Linked DNA regions of Mus musculus: region 2 is linked to region 1. The links are chromatin contacts, called in public Hi-C maps. All regions are on one chromosome and are shown on one strand. The core of a region is the stretch at or near the end of the contact, and the rest is flanking DNA. Distances in the headings are between cores, read along the strand shown.

Region 1 (5,286 bases), core at 1,752-4,251:
ACACAGCATTATCCCCCTGACCCGATGTGCTCTGCTGTCTTTCGGGTAACCAGTGCAGGCAGACTCCTGGCCCAGTGTCTGCTCAGTACCTGCCAAAGCGGTTGACAAAGAGTCCAACAGAAAAAGAGCCAATCATGCCACCAACAGAGAAGATGGCCACACATAAGGACCAGAGGGCAGTCAGCAGTCCCTCACTTGGTAGGTCTTCTAACCGCTCTTCCAAAGTGTAGTTAAGAAAGTCCTTTAGGATCTGCACGAAAAAATGCACAGTGTGAGGACAGACCATTAAATCTCGATGAGAGTAGTAGGCAAATCCTAGGGTGGCTTCCTTAGAGGCCAGGATCAGGAGGGAGGAAAGGCACGTGCTTTGAAAAGGGCATCACCCTAAACGTCCAGTAGGTGGCAGCACAGATGTTCAAAGGGGCACCCCACCCAGTCACGACTTCCCACGTTCTTAGGAATCCCTAAAGAATAATATAGGAAAAGGATCACAACTCGGTGAGGGGGCAGAGCCTGAGGAGCAAAGAGCTTGCCTTAGCTTCTTCCACAGTGTGCTAGCCCTCCCCCACCTTAGCCAGGCATCTTAAAGTCCCAGTCCTACTTAAAACTCAGTTTGCAATCCCTTTTCATTTCGGCACACTCACTGTCTCAGGTGCATTGATGACTCCAGTGTTGTAGCCAAACTGGAAAGAGCCGATCGTGGCAACAGTCACGGCGAACACCAGAGATGGGGTCACCTGGAGAGCAAGCAGACAAGGGGAAATGCTTACACACTTTGACCAGTGACATTCTTTCCCTTCCCAAGGATGCCTGCTTGGAGTCCATCTTAAGGCATTTCTCCTGCCTTTGCTTAGAATGCCAGGATTTCAGGCGCATTTGGAGAGAAAGACCTAAAAAGGAATTTAAGTCAATTCTCTTGGCCTCATCTACATAGCTAGTACCAGGCCAGCCAGGCTACACAGTGAGACCCTGTCTCAAAAAACAAAAACAAAAAAAAAAAAAAACCGAAAAGCAAAAACAAGACCATTTCACCAGCCGGACTAGGGTGGTGAACAACTGTAATCCTAGAACCCTAGGATCCTGAGTTCAAAGTCCGCCTGAACTAAATTTCTCAAAAAGAAAAGGCAACCAAAAACGTCACCAGATAGACACAGGTATCTGACTGCCCTAGGGAACGGTGAATGCAGGGTTGTGGAATACTATCGGTGAGTTCATGGCTAGTCCAGGCTTACAGTGAGATCTTGTCTCAAAACATAAAACATAACAGACCCAAACCCCTCAAAGCATAGAGGGCAGAACCAGACTCCATGTGGGTCCACCACGCCTCACAGACTGTAGAGGCCAGAACAGGAGCAGGAAGGAGCAGCCACACCAGCATGGTAGATGGCAGGTGACCCCCTTCTCCCCCCGCACCACCCCCCCCCCGACCCCCAAGCACCGGAACTAACCGTGTGAATTCCTTTTTCTCCTCTCCCACCACCTGTTTCTCTCTCATCTCCTCTTCCTCTCTTTGAGAGGAGGTCCCACGCTCTGTACTCCAAGCTAACCTCAAGTCAGCTCCTCACTTCTCCTGCTTCAGCCTCTCAGGTTTGGAGTCACAGGTGCGAGGTGCTATGCTCAGATTTTTATTTTTCTTATCTCTAGACTACCCAACCCACCAGCAACATCCTGGGCCCTCTTGAGAGTCTTCCTGTTCTCTAAATATGGTACCATTCTCCGCCCAGCTGGCCAGAGCCTCTGCTCATTTTAAACACATTATTAGGAGCCATTTTTAGCAAGGGGGGATCAGGCAGACATCTCCTCACCTTGCTGGGAAATCACTCAAGCAGGCAGGGACATCTCAAAACTGGAGTCTGAGGCCGACCTATTTGGCCTGCTACAACCTCTTCACCTGTCCTTAAGTTCCTCTTAAGGTCACTCCCGGTGGCAGGCTGGGAGCGTCTAGCAGCGAGCTGACCTTCCCGGCAGCCTCCCAGTCTCTCGGTGGTTAAGTGCTGTCCCTTCCAGGCGAAGGCCCTTTCCTTGTTGTAAAACCCTCTTTACAGACATCCCCTCTTTTATCCTGATTTTTTTTTCACGGTCTCTTAATTTACTTAATTTCCAAGTTAATCTTCGTGGAAATGCCCTTTTCCTTACAAATACTGCCTTCCTCCCTCCGCCCACACTAACTCCGATACATCCTGCACTCACAACCATAGTAAGGACAACTGGACTTCCCTCCCCACAGTACCGGGAACCCAAGGACCGATAGCGGGATGCTGAACAGCAAACCCAAGCCAACCCCACGTCCTCTCAAGGTCTAAGCCTTTCCCAAGCCTTCCAGCTGGCTCCGAGACCCCCGCGGCCAAGTCCTACCCTCTTCGCTCTCATCACAGCTACCTCAAACACACCCGAGAGGCAAACAGCTTCTGAGGTGACTTTCACGTGCTAAGAAGGTGTCCGAGAGGATCCTCGTCAGGTAGGAGATGCCTAGAACGCTAACACTAGTATCGAATTGCTTGCTGGAGCTGATAAGAAAAGGCCTCCGTCCGGATGGCTCGGTGACTTAGGAGAAACCGGAGCACGGCGATCCGCACCACGACCTACCTCCGTGAGGACCCCAAACAAGCAAATAAAAACAACCAGCTCTTACCTTCGTTGTCCCCATGGTCCCAACCTAGTTCTCAAGTCTTAAGGTAGATCTAGAGGTATCCAGCCAATGTTCTCGGCAGCAAGTGTTCCTCGGGTCCTACAGAAGCCGCTCTCAGAAGGCTTAAGGACTATCACCGAAAGCATCACAGCCCGAAGCCCAGCCTACCTATTTATAATCTCTGCAAGGGGTGGAGCCTTCAACCTCCCACCCCCCAATCCTTAACCTGTGACCCCAGGAATTCAGTGACCTCTTATCTGATCTTCACCGCTCCACCCCCAGCCCCTGTCCTTTGCAATCAACCACCATCACCCACCCCCTCCTGCTTTTTACCACATCCTCCTCGTGGTTCTTTTTTTTTTCCCCTCAAAGCGCTTCCAAATTCCTTCCCCTTTTCAAGAGCCGACAGCCTTTTTGTTTCACAGAAAAAAATACTAAAACAAAGTTTGGAGGGCGGGCAAATTTGAAGGCAGTCGGGATGGAATCAGTCTAAACGCAGAGTAGAGTCAGTGCTGCTTTTAGTTGAAAGTCATCCAAGGAGCAGGAAGCAGAGAATTGATAATGCGTTTTCATTATAGGCTGGGTGTACTCGCCTTGAAGGAGGGAAAGGCGAGGCAGTCCAAGAAAACGCATCCAGGTGTGAAGGCAGCCTTCTTGACTTGAGGCTCCAAGAAGGATCAAGTGAAGTACACAGCCCCAATTCCTCACCACAGCATACGCCACCCCACCCATTGTGAATTCTGCCTCTCTCAGCTCTGTTTTGAGATTAACAGCATCTAGAAACACAACAAATATCTAATTCAACTTACAGATTTTTGCTGAGTGCATAGCTCTCAAGCGGGAAGAAAAAATTAAGAGCTGGGGTGGAGGTGTCTCGCAGTGGTATAGCACTTGCCGCGGCTCTAGGTTAAACCCCCAGAACAATCAGTCTAGGGTAACTGATTCTCATATAAGAAACGTTTGCTAACATACTATTACCTAGGGATTGTGTGTCTCTCGAAAGACAAACTTGAGACAAGTACTTCACTACCACACTGAAAGAAACCTAAAAAGTTGGGTACGCGAAAGGAGAGCTTACAGAGAGGCCTGCGATGGCCTGCAGGAGGCAGGCACATTTCAGGTGAGCTCCAGAGTGAAGCAGCTGAGCACGTGATAAACGTGTGACACTGAGGCTCTAGGCTCTGACTCCCGGTGCGGGGGAGGGAAGGCGACCCCTCCCCTGAAGAGTGATTTGGTATAGGCTCGAGGAAGGAAAGGCATCTTCAGTCCCTAGCTTTCTGGGCAGAGATCTAGACTGATGGACTGAACTGAAGCAAACCTGGTCCCTTTCTCCTTAAAGGAGGGTCTTTGCCAAATCGGATGCTTGCTGAGAAAACTGAGGTGGAGTGAACCGGACCGCGCAAGAAAATCATCCCCGAGGTTGCACCCCCTTGCTCTCGTCATTTTTCTTTCCTAGAAGCACTGAGTCGGAAGCGCCGTTTAATTACCACAGCAACTGAATCTAGCAGCTAAAGAAATAGTAAAGCCCAAAGGCCAGTGCCTGCCAGTAGAAAGAGAATCCAAGCCACTTGGTGCAACATTCCATTTTCCTGTAGCCACATTAGAAATAATGAAGGTTGTCAAGATGGCTTAGCAGGTAAAGGCACTTGCTGCCAAGTCTGGAGACCTGAGTTTCATCCCCACGACCCACACATGGTGTCAGGAGAAAACCAAGTCCACAAAGTTGTCCTCTTTTTGTTGTTTTGTTTTGTTTTGTTTTGGAAACAGGGTTTCTCTGTGTGGCCCTGGCTATACTCGAACTTGCTTTGTAGACCAGGTTCCCTTCCAGCCTTCCAGGTGCTGTACAACACTTGGTGCACAGACATACACGTAGGCAAAACACCCATAATGCATAAAATATAAAGGTGTTTTTCTTTTTTTCTTTTCCTTTTCTTTTTTTCTTTAAGGCACTCGGGAGGGTGGAAGTGGGCTAGTGATCTGGGAAAGACAGATGCTCCAAAGCCTAAGATTAGCTCTGAAACAGAGAAAATTATGCTTGCAGCAATGTATGTTTTTTAAAGATTACAGCTGGAATTTAGCTGAATTCCCAAGAATCTAAAAAGTGCTAAACAAATTGAGACAAATGCTCTTCAAAGCAGAAGCTCGTCTGATGCTTAAGCCACAAGGCCTCATGCTACTGTGGGCTTAGCAGCAGAGTCCAAGACAGACAGTCCTCATCTCGAGCAACACAGACCAGCTGCTGACTAGCTGTTAGAGATTGCCTGGGGTCCTCAGTGCACTGTGGGAGTGCATGTGAAGGGTTCCCTGGGGAACTCGGTACATTGTAGGAATTCCTGTGCCGGGTTCCCTGGGGTCCTCAGTGCTCTGTGGGAGTGGTTGCCAATTGACCGAAAAGTCCAAGTCCCAGTGAGGGTGACCAACCTTGAGGGACAAAGCACTCAACAGCCTCATGGCTGAGATGCAGTAACAACACCTATCTACTACGTGTCCTTAGATTGCTTGAGAGTTCTTCTATCTTTGCTGGATATCAAAGAGGGAGAAGCACGAAGGGGACTTTAGTAAAAGTACCCAGTTGGGAGCTAAGAGCAAAGTAGGTGTGCTTAGGAGAGAGGGAACAAGAACAATAGCCTGGGATACCAGTTCCCAATGCACACACC
Region 2 (5,286 bases), core at 1,278-3,777, 43 kb after region 1:
GTGCACTACATGTATTCCTGGTGCCTGTAAGCCAGAAGAGGGTTTCGGATCCCAGAAGTTAAAGATGTTTGTAAGATGCTGGGAATTGAACCTGGGTCCTCTGAAAGAGCAACAAGTGCTCCTAATCACTAGCTCTTATTATACAATTTTTAAAAATTCATGTTATTTTAAAGTGTGTGTGTGTGTGTGTATGTGTATGTGTTGCACACGCATGTGTGCATCTTAGTGCAGGTGCCTGCAGAGGCCAGAAGCAGGTATGAGATCGCTGGGAGCTGAAATTATAGGCATTTGTGAGACCTCTGAAGTGGGTACTGGGAACTGGACCCAGGTCCTCTGGAGGAGCAGCGAGTGCTCTTAAGTACATGTCTACAGCCCAGTCCATTGCTTTCTTCCTTAAAATTGGTTTTCTTTCTTTTTTTTAGATTTTTTATTAGATATTTTCTTTATTTACATTTCAAATGCTAGCCCGAAAGTTCCCTATACCCCGCCCCCCCCCAATATTGGTTTTCTTCTCTTTTTCTTTTCTTTTTTTTTTTTTTTTTTTGGTTTTTCGAGACAGGGTTTCTCTGTATAGCCCTGGCTGTTCTGAGACTCACTTTGTAGACCAGGCTAGCCTGAAACTCAGAAATCCGCCTGCCTCTGCCTCCTGTCTCTGTGCTGGGATTAAAGGCGTGTGCCACCACGCCCAGCTGATTATTGGTTTTCTTAAGAAAGTGCCTGGTAGCTGGTGGTGGTAGTGCATGCCTTTAGCCCCTGCACTCCCGAGGCAGGAGCAGGAGACCGTGCCTGGCTTACTCCAGTCTCACTTCCTTTCACTACTTTGCTTACTTGGGAAAAGGAGAGTTTTATCTCTGAGCCACTGTAGGAAGGGCATTATGGCAACTGGTGTTGTCACAGTAGCAAAGTGACAGCGCTTGTTTTAGTCACTGCTACTCACTCTGTCTTCCCAGCACTGGTGACATCACCACCTGTGTGACATCACCACCTGTGTGACATCACCACCTGTGTGACATCACCACCTGTGTGACATCACCACCTGTGAGACATCACCACCTGTGTGACATCACCACCTGTGAGATATGCAATCCAGATGTGGCGAATCAGACTCTTGACAGGGTAAGGCCAAGACACCTGCAACAAGTCTTACAAGCGACTCTCACGCATGCTAAAGCTTTAGGAAGATCACCTGGCAGAGAGGTTCCTGTCTGGGTCAAACTTAAGATGGTTGAGGACTGGAGAGATGGGTCAGGAGTTAAAGGTACTCGCTGTGGAAGCATGCCAACCTGAATTTGATTCCCAGAACCCACATGAAGTTGGGAGTGGAGAACAGATTCCATAAAGCCGTCCTCTAACCACCACAGGTGCCTGGGGCCTGTACACACAGATACATATACGCAATATAAACAAACTAACAGTCAAAGTAAGATGGTTAGCATGGAAACATATGTTAACATGGGTATTTGAGATAAAAATGGAAGTCAGCTTTTCTCAGAAGTTTAATTTGGCTAAAAGGCTTGCCCAGGAACAAAGGCTTTGTGTTTGTTTATAGCTTTGTAAACTGGAATGTACCATCTCTAGTTCAGGTTGGTTTTTTGTTTTTTTGTTTTGTTTTTTTTTCTTTTTCAAGACAGGGTTTCTCTGTGTAGCCCTGGCTGTCCTGGAACTCACTCTGTAGACCAAGCTGGCCTGGAACTCAGAAACCGGCCTGCCTCTGCCTCCCAAGAGCAGGGATTAAAGGCGTGCGCCACCACTGCCCAACTTATTCCAAGGTTTTAAATCTCTAAATCCTCTACAATGGCTTTTAAGTATAACAGTTTAGTTTGGAAAGTTTTAATCCTAGGCTTTGAAGCTTCTTTGCACAAGAGGTCTTCCTAGACCACCCCGCCCCCAACTACTCAGAGAAGCACCTTTTCCTACTTTGCATGAAGGCACTGCACCCCCTTCTGGCCTTGGGGGCAACATGCATGGATGTGGTACAGAGACATCCACACAGTCAAAATATCCATACATTTAAACATAAAGGAAACAGATGCTAAGTTTAAAATGTGTGTGTGTGTGTGTGTGTGTGTGTGTGTGTGTGTGTGTGTGTGTGTGGTGGCAGGTGGTGGTGGTAGCAGTTCTAGAAAACTAAGAGAACTGAGAGCAGAAGTCTCCCATCTCAAAGATCGCCTCTTCCTCCTTTGTCTTCAGTAACGCCCAGTAGGTGCTCCCCATCTGCACTGCAACCTGCAAGTCTCTCGCTTTCTTTCCATTTGGGGCCTCCTTTTTAGCTTTTTTTTTCTAAACACACATAATGCATCCAAACAATTTATTTAAGCATCTGTTGCGGTTTGGATATGAAGTGCCTCCCCCCTCTTCCTCCCCACACCCAAGGCTCACGTGGTAAAAGGTTTGGTTGAGAGTTAAAAGGCCTTCTGGGAAGAACCATGCAGGACCTGACTAATCCACAGCTCAGTGGATTCATAGCTCGATAGTGATATGGATCACGTGGGGTGGGGCCCAGCCGCAGGCATTCCTTAGAAGAATATCTAATCCCTGGATCTGTCTTCTCTCTGCACCACTCTACCATGAGAGGAGCTGCCTCTCGCCACCTTAGGCTTCCGGCTAGCCACCTCATCGAGCCTTGGCCTCCAGACAATGGAACCAAGTGATAATGGACTGAAATCCTGGAACTGTGAGAGAAGAAATCCCTCCCTGCTTAAGTTTTCTCAGATACTTTGCAATGACAAAGGAGTGGCTAAATCCTGCATGTGTGGTGTGAGCTCAGCCTCAACCCCTGGCTCCGCTCTGAGAGATATTGTGTTTAACAATCTCGGAAGGGTGAACCTCCTACTGAGTCGTTTGCTGGCCCTCATCTGCAAGCCACCGAGTCAGCAGAACCATCCAAGAGATCCTCCCTTAGTGATTTTGTCATGGGCACCTGACCTCAGAGGCGCCTGCGCTCTGAGATCCTTCTCCTTCCCGCCTCTGGTCTGGTCTATGTTGAAGTCAATCAGGTGAACCTAATTTTCAGTGACCCACCACCTCTGGTTTCCTTGTCTTTAAGCCCCCAACTCAACACACAAGTGTCAGAGGCCAAAGACCTCCGCTTTCTAATGTTAAAGCCCACGCCCTTCCCATAACCCTCCTTCCTCCGCTCCCAGGCCACTATCTCTCCTTCCATTCCTTTTATCATCCGTTCCCTAAATAGCCTCAAATGGCTTCTCGGCTTCCCAGGGTTTGTCTTCTAGGCCTAATTAAAAACAGTTCACAAGGCACCTGCCTCACCTCTCTTAGTTGAATGCCTGGCTAAAAAAGCAGTAAGAACTTGGAACTACAGGGATCTACACTGCCACCTGGTGCCAACTGTCAAAATAGGTTGGCATCCTAGCAACAGACCCTGGAGGCAGATACACCAACGCACTGGTCGTGGGCAGAATAGGAGCGCTCTTTCTTCAAACCAGTATTTTCTCTGCCTGCAATTATCTTATCTTAACAAGATTTTATTTTATTTTTACCTACCAGAATTCTTTAATTTCTTCCTTTCACTGGGGACTGAATCTAGAGACTCGTCCGTGCTAAGCAAGGGCTTAGCATACATCCCCAGATCTCCCACTCTTTTTTCTCTCTGCTAAATCTCCAAGATCTCTTTTTCCTTTTGACTAAACTAACCTATTATTTTATTGAAAATAATAAAATAGAAGCAAAAGAAATGATCTATCTTCAGTAATAAATCTAATTCCTGTTCTATGTACACTCTCAGTTTCTTGTCAAACAGATACAGGGTCAGCTACTCCAGCTAAGCCACGCCTTTTCTAGATAGCCGGACCTCTTTCTTATTTTTTCACCCAACAATCCTGTCTGGAAAGTGACTCCTTTCTGGAATACAAAGTTACTTTTCTAATGAGTTCATATTCTAAGTCCTCATATTCTAAGTCCGTCTCATTTGAGAGCTACGGAACTCAGGAGAGTGGACATTTGTGTGGTAGTGAGAGCTGGACAGGGATTGTACAGCCTGTGAGATCAAGTGGGGTGCTGAGCGTTATGACGCATTAAAGAATCCCTAAGCCGGGTGTGGTGGCACACGCCTTTAATCCCAGCACTCGGGAGGCAGAGGCAGGTGGATTTCAGAGTTCGAGGCCAGCCTGGTCTATAGAGTGAGTTCCAAGACAGCCAGGGCTACACAGAGAAACTCTGTCTTGAAAACAACAACAACAAACCCCCCCCAAAAACAAAAACAACAACAAAAAATCCCTAAAATACACAGTTCCTTCCTGAGGATCAAAGCAAGAATTCTCCTTCTCCTCTGACCCTCTCTCTGTTCCTTTTTATTTGTCTAATTAGTTTTCAGTGCCAGGAATGGAGCTTAAGCTTTCCAGGAGCTGGACAATTGCTCCACCACCAAGGCTTTGAAGAACGGCTCCATTTCCCTCAGTCAGCCTCTGTCACGGTCACCGACACACTCCATCTTGACAGGGTCACCAACACACTCCACCTTAACAGACCCAATCATGGTTAACAGACCCAATCATGGCCACTCACAACACATTTCTCTGCTTAGCTGTGTTTTGCTTTGTTTTGTGACAGGGTCTGAAGTAGCCCAGGCTAGCCTCATATTTGCTGTATAGCTAAGGATGACCTTGAACTTCGGATCTTTCTGCCTCCACCTTTCCAAGTGCTGGGATTACTGGTGTGCTACTGTTGCGCCACAAAGCATTTGTGAACCCCAAAAGACCACCAAGGTGCTATTTCCGATATAATCACATTAAGGTCTCTATATTACCAACTCAAGTTTGGACTTACTCACCACTGGCCCACAGGATGGTTTTTGGTGAGGCAGCTCCAAACTCTCACCGAGACAAGATTTTACAGAAGATGGAAGTAAATGAGGGCCTAGCTTGGCAATCATCTAACTGCACAACTATTGTAAACCGACAGGTGGGTGCTCTGAAGCAAGACCGTATACAATCACAAACCTGTCTGTAAGCACATCTGAAACAATCAGACTAATTTTTGATTAATTGCTGCTAGGAAGTAGCTAGGGAGTAACTCCGGCCAAGGACAAGCTTCGGGGTCCTTCCTGGTACGTGGGTGCAGCTAAGGGCCAAGATCTCAGGCTTTTTTCCCCTGTATTACAATGGAGGCTCGTTCCAAGATGGAGTAGGTTTGGCCACTCACTACCACCGTTGGTTTCTGTGGTGCTGGAAATAAAAGATAGGACTATCACCTGGGTTACACGTCCCGCTCTCTGATTTGTTTGTTTATTGTTGTTTGTTTGAGACAGGGTTTCTCTGTGTAGCCTTCCTT

Evidence for each region. A called contact is a pair of places that touch in the nucleus more often than the background predicts.
Region 2: a contact with region 1 is called in a Hi-C map of the N1E-115 cell line, with 14 times the contacts expected there. The contact joins the enhancer-like site here to the promoter of Slc2a3 in region 1. A contact is called at or near these places in 7 of 39 promoter capture datasets (the 3T3-L1 cell line, cancer-associated fibroblasts, embryonic stem cells and 2 more), 11 of 15 datasets of contacts at CTCF or cohesin (CD8 T cells, the G1E-ER4 cell line, the NIH/3T3 cell line and 5 more), 277 of 484 Hi-C or Micro-C datasets (the 4T1 cell line, the AML12 cell line, B cells and 128 more), 62 of 115 datasets of contacts at active chromatin or transcription factors (the 230-238 cell line, CD4 T cells, CD8 T cells and 36 more) and 6 of 9 other capture datasets (adipose tissue, embryonic stem cells, embryonic tail and 3 more).

The regions. Positions count from the first base shown.
Region 1 is chr6:122,739,744-122,745,029 of GRCm38.p6, forward strand. Slc2a3 (solute carrier family 2 (facilitated glucose transporter), member 3) reads right to left here and starts at 3,002. Exons shown (of 10, transcript NM_011401.4): 1 at 2,633-3,002; 2 at 645-737; 3 at 90-250. The coding sequence starts at 2,647.
Region 2 is chr6:122,783,139-122,788,424 of GRCm38.p6, forward strand. It overlaps a transcript of Slc2a3 not described here. Among named protein-coding and RNA genes, the nearest start is that of Foxj2, 34 kb to the right of the region's middle. Within about 2 kb of position 2,528, at least 30 of the 459 cell types and tissues checked have an H3K27ac peak or open chromatin away from gene starts, as enhancers often do. A contact at or near this core is called in the Ba/F3 cell line, the G1E-ER4 cell line, the N1E-115 cell line and 8 more, where this site is marked.